Linked DNA regions of Mus musculus: region 1 is linked to region 2. Evidence: chromatin contacts called from public HiChIP or PLAC-seq data. All regions are on one chromosome and are shown on one strand. The core of a region is the stretch at or near the end of the contact, and the rest is flanking DNA. Distances in the headings are between cores, read along the strand shown. Region 1 holds the start of Polr2k (polymerase (RNA) II (DNA directed) polypeptide K). Region 2 overlaps Nipal2 (NIPA-like domain containing 2).

The links. HiChIP or PLAC-seq counts read pairs in DNA pulled down with a chosen protein or histone mark.
Region 1: an H3K4me3 HiChIP or PLAC-seq map of embryonic limb bud shows a contact between it and region 2, with 7 times the contacts expected there. The contact joins the promoter of Polr2k here to the enhancer-like site in region 2. A contact is called at or near these places in 9 of 39 promoter capture datasets (the C10 cell line, the HPC-7 cell line, cranial neural crest and 6 more), 1 of 115 datasets of contacts at active chromatin or transcription factors (embryonic limb bud) and 1 of 9 other capture datasets (liver).

Annotation. Positions count from the first base shown.
Region 1 is chr15:36,172,710-36,176,389 of GRCm38.p6, forward strand. Polr2k (polymerase (RNA) II (DNA directed) polypeptide K) reads left to right here and starts at 1,301. Exons shown (of 4, transcript NM_023127.3): 1 at 1,301-1,372; 2 at 2,278-2,347; 3 at 2,675-2,767. The coding sequence starts at 2,287. It also overlaps a transcript of Spag1 not described here.
Region 2 is chr15:34,581,844-34,585,210 of GRCm38.p6, forward strand. Nipal2 (NIPA-like domain containing 2) reads right to left here. Exons shown (of 11, transcript NM_145469.5): 7 at 2,787-2,922; 8 at 878-966. Among named protein-coding and RNA genes, the nearest start is that of Gm22208, 52 kb to the left of the region's middle. Within about 2 kb of position 1,483, at least 12 of the 459 cell types and tissues checked have an H3K27ac peak or open chromatin away from gene starts, as enhancers often do. A contact at or near this core is called in embryonic limb bud, where this site is marked.

The DNA.
Region 1 (3,680 bases), core at 51-2,550, 1.6 Mb after region 2:
TTCAAATCTGCTTGCAGTATGAAGTCCTCTTACAATACCCATGGGCTTAACCTAGTGTCATTGTACAGATGTTTAGTGTGCACACTTGTTTTCCTCTTCCTGCTTGTTGAGGAGAAGGGGTACTTTGAAACATGGCTGCTGGTCAAAATATGCTGTTAGTCTGGATGTAGAGGAAGAAGCTGGAAAGTACTGTTTTTCTGATTTCCTTCTGAAAGAAATTATCACTGTGAGCTCATGCATGCTAAACAAGCATTTTATTACTGCTTAAGTAATAAATTACTGCTTATTAAGCCAGCAATTCTAAAAAAACAAATTTAATTGTCATCTAGGAAGACTGGAATTTCTCAAGATGGTCTGTGAATATCAAAGGTTTGAACTAGAAATGAAAGACAAAGCTCAAAGTTCTTCTTGATGGATGGAGAATGGAGAGTAGTTTACTAAGTTACCAGAGTGCCCACTGGGAGAGAAGCCATCTCTTTAATAGTTAACAACTGTTTTTACTTGAATCCCTTCAGGTTATCCATCCTATTATTAAAATAAACGACTGGTGTGAAATAATTGAATGTAAACGTCCTGAACCCAACAGATGTGTTTTACTGAGTTCCAATTTTGATGTGTGAGAACACACACCTGTACTCTACTGAACTGGTCAAACACAGGAAGGAGAGTACTAAGAGAAAAGCTAAAGCCACCAACTAGTCGAAGTAATTGATGGAGCTGCCGTAAGAAAGCCTTGGCTTCAAAAAGGGAGGGAGATGGCAGGCGTTGTGATTTGCGCGATTAATCTCAGCATTGAGGCGGCGAAGACAGAGGATTGTACGGGTTTAAGAGCAGTCTCAGCCTGGGCTTCCCCTTTCCCTCTCTTTCCACTCCCCAACATAAAAAAGAGAGGTGACAGGAAACTAGGAGAGAACTGGAAATTGAAAACAAACAAACAAGCAAACAAAAAACCCACACGGGCATTGAACAATTTGAAAACCGCCATGTGCGAAGTGTCAAATCGTGAAGTATTGGTAGGGTAGCCTGCTGGTGTTCGCCTAAGCATCGGGTCGGTTAAGACTCCAGCATTGCCTGTCTTGGGTTCCTCCTGTATCTGCCATTACACAAGCACAAACCTTCGAATGCCGAGCTGTGGAGATGTTTTGCTACCCCAGAGAGAAGGGCAAATAAAAACAAAACAAAACCCCACAGGAAGCAGGTAGGAGAAAAACGCTGTAACCTGCCTCAGAAACAGAAGCGCCAGTCCCCCCGCACTGCGAGGGAGAGGGGGCGGGGCTTCGTTTCGTCATAAATCGGCGCCGGAAGTTGGCGAGGCAGCGCCGGAAAAAGCTTTTGCGTGCTCAGAGAAGGGACGCTTCTTCCAGCTGTGGAGGTAGGGAGTCTCCGGCTGATGATTTTGGAAGTAAATTTGTGGCAAAACCAGGAGAGACACTTGGCTTTAAAATCTTTGTGGGCAGCCGGGAGAGGTAGCACACTCCTGCCATTTGAGCGCTTGGAAGCAGAGGTAGGAGAATTCCGCCTTCAACCAGCGCCTTGACTTTGAGCCTGGCTTAGGTTACAAAGTGAAGACTCTCAAAGTCTTTTCAAAGAACCAAGCGCGTAAATAAAGATCCCCGGTGGAGTTAGTCTCGAGACAAGCTTTGATGGAGCTATTGCTCCTAGGTCAGATCTGAATTCCTTTGAGGAGTGAGATTGGGCAAACAAACCTCTCCTTAGCCTATTAGTGTATTACTCTTGTGTAAAGAGTAATACACTCTAGGATCGTGAAGACTGTAATAAACATTCCCCCTGGTGTTTATTATTATTGAAATTGTGGGTTTTGTTTTGTTTTGTTTTGTTTTGTTTTGTTTTGTTTCGAGACAGGGTTTCTTTGTGTAGCCCTGGCTGTCCTGGAACTCGATTTGTAGACCAGGCTGGCCTGGAACTCAGAAATCCGTCTGCCTCTGCCTCCCAAGTGCTGGGATTAAAGGCGTGTGCCACCACCGCCCGGCGAAAATGTGTTTTATTCTTAAGACCCAGCCCACACCACAGTTTGGGGGAACTATAGGTATAGATAAAGAATTGCGACTTTTCCTTTTTTTTTTTTTTTTTTTTTTTTTGTTTCCCCATCTGTAATACTGGGTATTTATCCTTGGGCCTCTGCATGCTAGGCAAACATTCTATTGCGTTTTTCTCTAAGGCCGGAAAATAAGAACCTTGTATTGCGTCTGAGAAAAAAAAAAAAGAGGCATGTTTTGTGCGAAGACCCTGATACTCAGTCTTTGTCTCTGATTTCAGGCACTAACAATGGACGCTCAGAAAGATGTTCAACCACCAAAGCAGCAGCCAATGATATATATTTGTGGAGGTAAAATTGACATTCATTTAAATAATGCTTTACTTAAAAAAACAACCACCACCCAAAAATCCTCTCTTACATGAGTAAAATTATAACGTGGAGCACTTTAGCGATTGTTAATGTAAAATCCCCCTCCCTTATTAAGATCTCTTCCTTTTATCTGGAAAAGGTGTACTGCCTACAGCCCTTCTTTCTCCTTGGTCTGTTTTGGCAATAATCGGGCACTTGGATGCTTTGGTGCCTTTTGGTTTGCTCCAGTTGAAATCTGTAGTTATCATTTGCTTCCCCCATAGTGTTTCTCTTTCAAGCATTGAATAAATGTGCTTTCTTTCCCAGAGTGTCACACCGAAAATGAGATAAAGTCCAGGGATCCCATCAGATGCAGAGAATGTGGATACAGAATAATGTACAAGAAAAGGACTAAAAGATGTATCCTTTCAAGCACATGTTCTAAATGTGCAGAGGAAGTGACTAATACTTGGACTGATAAAGACTAAGACCCGATAAAAGTAGTAATAACTTTTGGATTATCTATTTTTTAAGTAGAGTGCATGTGGACTTATTAAGAATGAGAGCTGAGAGAGTGGAGACTCCACAGGAGGTACACCCAGATTAATTATTTTAATAGGATTTATTTTTCCCAAAACTTGGGCGGCGGGGCCCGGTGAATTCAAGGCCAGCTTGGTCTATGTTTAGTATTCCAGACCAGCTAGAGCTACTTAGTGAGACCCAGTCTCAAAGAACCAAATGGGGGCTAGAGAAACGGATCAGCAGATAACAGCATTGCCTGGTTTATCCAAGGGCCCATTTCTAGAACCATGATTGCTCACAGTCACAGGTGGTTGGATAGACAGACCCCTGACCCTAGGGACCCAAATGGTACAATATATGCATGCAGGCAAAAGCACTCATGCATAAAATAAACCTAAGTAAAGAAATTTAAACCCTAATAAGTACATTTTCAATTTATTCATTTATTTAGGGTATCACTGACCATCCTAAAACTCTGGCCTCAAACTCAGAGATCTGCCTACCTCTTCCTACCCCCAACCTCCAAATACCAGGATTAAAGGCATGTACTGCCAATGTGTTTCTTCCCTTTTTTTTTTTTTTTTTTTTTTTTTTTTGTAAACATGATTAGCATTTTCATGTACCATTCATTATGGGCTCTCAGTAAGTCTTTTTTACTTCTCAGGAAATCTTTGTTTTTACTAGTAGTCATTGTTTGTTGTTGGTTATGAACAATCTAAAGTATAGAAGAAGTTAATAACTTAATGAAAAATAGTGAGGCCTACAAACTGTTTCATGTTAACCAACACAAACTCTTAAAAGTCAGCCTGCT
Region 2 (3,367 bases), core at 233-2,732:
CACCGACTGTTCCCAGAAAGCACTAGACACTTAAAAAAAAAAAGATGCCTTGGGATATAATCTTTTTTAAAAGCATTTCTTCAAGATTCAATATTTATTTGGGAAACAGAGGTTGTATAAATTATTTCAAGAAGCTGTTCACTGGGCTGGGCCTGGTAGCACACATCTGTGATCCCAGCACAGGGGATGCAGAGGCAGGAGGCTGACTGTATATCAGTAGCCTGATGAGAAAATGGCAAATACATCAATAAGCTACTGAGCCAGGACCTATCATTATCAAACTTATAAATGATTTAGTTGAATCTATTATATTTTGATTTGGACCAAATTTTAAGTTTGTTCTTTGTAACATTACTATCTCTGCAATGTAAAAAGTATTCATTAAAATATAAGAGCTGTAAGAGAGGACATAGCAAATGCACAAGTTTGTCATGCCTTCCTCGCAATGGTAAACTAGGGCAGGGACCCCATTCTTTCATTAAAGTGATGAGGGGCACAGAGGGATGAGTTTAGAGAATTGGGGGTGTTTGGCCTGGAGGCAAGACTTAAAAGGAATTTTCAGTCACTTTGAATAGAAGGAGCTGCAAGCAGAAGACCCGAGAAAGCAGAACACAGTGAGTATCTTGAACTCATAAGGAAACTCATTTGAACGCCAATGTCATTAGAACATTCGTTTAATGAGAGTCATTCCAAACAGCATTGAGCTGCCTCAGGAAGCAGAGAATACCAGGGAGCATTCACACAAAGGAGAGGAGTATGGAGGAAGTCAGATGCTGGCTGCAGGTTGGGGACATAGGCTCCCAAAGCTTCCTTGTTCCCTTCTTTGACTCTGAGATCATCTTGTACTTGTGGTGGAATGTGGAAAGCCAGAACTCACCTGCGATGATGGCGCTGGTTGTAAAGAAAACATGGTTGACTGGCACCACTGTGGTCATTGTGTAGAGTTCTGTGGCTTGATTCAGGAACCTATGGAAGATGGCATTTACCAAAGCTCTGGGTTAGCAGCGCTCAGCAATAGCTAACAATAACTTCAAGAAATGTATGCTCTGCAGCTACAACTACAAAGGGACAGGAAGTGTAGTGAGAGGGCACTCCAGTCAGCAGTCATAGCTTAGACACATCTGATGCATGAGATCAGATGTCAGCTTTTATGGTCTGTTTAAACCAACAGCAGTAACAATGAAAAGCAATTAATCATATTGTAAGGCCACAGAAGTTTGAGTTGGAAGTGATTCAAGCTGCTGGACCAGTATCACACTGGGGTTGATTCATTAAGATAGATGCGAGAATCTGTTAAATATCATATCTGGGAACATATAGCCATCCACTAACATGCCACATGCCAAGAAAGGAGATGGAGAAGCAAAAGAATGTTTAACATTTCAAAAGCAACCCTCGCTGCTCCAGCTGCAGAGCACATGTGGGGGCTGCGGCCACCATCAGGAACTCATGTCCCCACACTGGCTGTGTGGGAATGCAGCTCCAGCAGAGACAAAGCAGTGCTTTGCGTGGGCATCACCTGGGAGGTTTCAAAAGCTCTGATGTTAGGTGGGGCAAGTGACTCGATGACTTGTGATCCAGCAAGGAGCTACAGATGGCTAGAATAACTGAAAAAAAAAAAAAGAGGTTTGTGGATAAAGCTAGTGTGTGTGCATGTGCTGGGGTGCGTGCGTGCGTGCGTGCGTGCGTGTGCGTGCGTGCGTGCGTGCGTGTGTGTGTGTGTGTGTGTGTGTGTGTGAATACACTTGTCTAAACGAACCTCCTCAGCAATTTTAATGGGAATTAAGGTGGAAGACTACATTTTTACTTTGTGATGGTGGAGAGAGTTAAATAAGGTTGATAGGATGCAGTCTTCCTTCAGCTGTGTCTACCTTTAAATTGATGAACTGTGGTATAAGGATAATGAGACTAATAACTAAACCCCACAGGCGCTGTTGTGGTACCGCTGATTCAGAAGGCAGAATAGCAATATTCAAGTATGATAAACATGCTCAGGCTTAGGAAGTGACCCAGGCCTCACAACCCACAAGACTTAGAGCTCGCTGCCATCTGTAGGACCAGCCCTCCTCATTAGCAGCTTGAGCTCTGGCACCTTCTGGGCACAGGGATGATGCTTCTGCATAGCATTTTGGGATGAACTCTGTGGCTCACTCTTAAGAGCCTAGCAGGCAGAGATTCAATCACAACATGCAAGTAGGGAGAGTGACTGAAGCAGATGGAGGGGAGGGGGTACAGGAATTAAAAAGGTTTCATGTCACTAGTATTAGGGCCCAAGAGAAACATGAAACAATCATTCTGAAATCCCATGGGTATGAAGGAAACTCTGGCCAAAGATACAAAGTTCCGCGGAAAGGGTTTTCCTCCAGGCCAAATGTCTGGTTTTGTCCATCTCTAGGTAATTAATGAGCATGAGCTAAGAGACGGAGGGGAGGGGTCCATGCATTTCTATATTTAGAGTGGAACCATGGATGTGGACCTGCCCCTTTGATTTATTGCTAATGACAACCTGTGTAAGATGGGTATTAATTACAAGCAGAGGAGCATCAGGGAAGCATCAAGCACACTTAGCTGGATCACTGCCGCACTTAGAATGTATAAGACACAAAGGCAGTGCTCAGTACAAATTAATGACTGGAAGGAAGAAGAAAGTAATGCTGGGTCTGGACGAGCTGGTCGTCCTACAGCTTGGGAGACCCATTGTATTTCAGCTCGATTATTTTCTAAGCCAGTGCACAGAGAATCACAGGAAGTCTGAAAGGCCATGGAATTTATAGACACTGACTTACTTGACTTGGAAAACGCAAGAGGCTATCATGATGACAAGCATGATGTAGAAGATGGCATAAGTTAGCTGCATTTTACCCGTCACAGAAAGAGTGATCATGCCTGAGACAGCCTTCACAGAAATCACAGTCAATGAGGCTAGAAGATAAAAACACAAAATACACATCTGAGACAGAAGACACAGATATATATCTTAAGTTTGCTTGCTGGAGTAACAAATGTGCCAGTTAGGGTTTCAGAACAATGTTTGTGAGGGTACAGGGACACACACACACACACACACACACACACACACACACACACACACGCATAGAGTTCTGCTGGGTTTGCTATGGAACCCGGTGCCTTCATCTTCTGGAGCAAGGTACTCACTTCAAGCCCTGCCTGTGGAAGGATACCATGGAGACGGTCATCACTAGTAGGTGGAAAAGGCATAAGCAATGAAGGCAAGAAAGAGGTCAGAGTGCTAATGCAGCTTTAAAGGGAAAGTGACAAAAGATGGAAAAGTTCAAAGATAAATAGACAAGGAGACAGGACATGAAGCGACTTCCTGAATACCCCGAATTTACAGAGGGTTATGCTA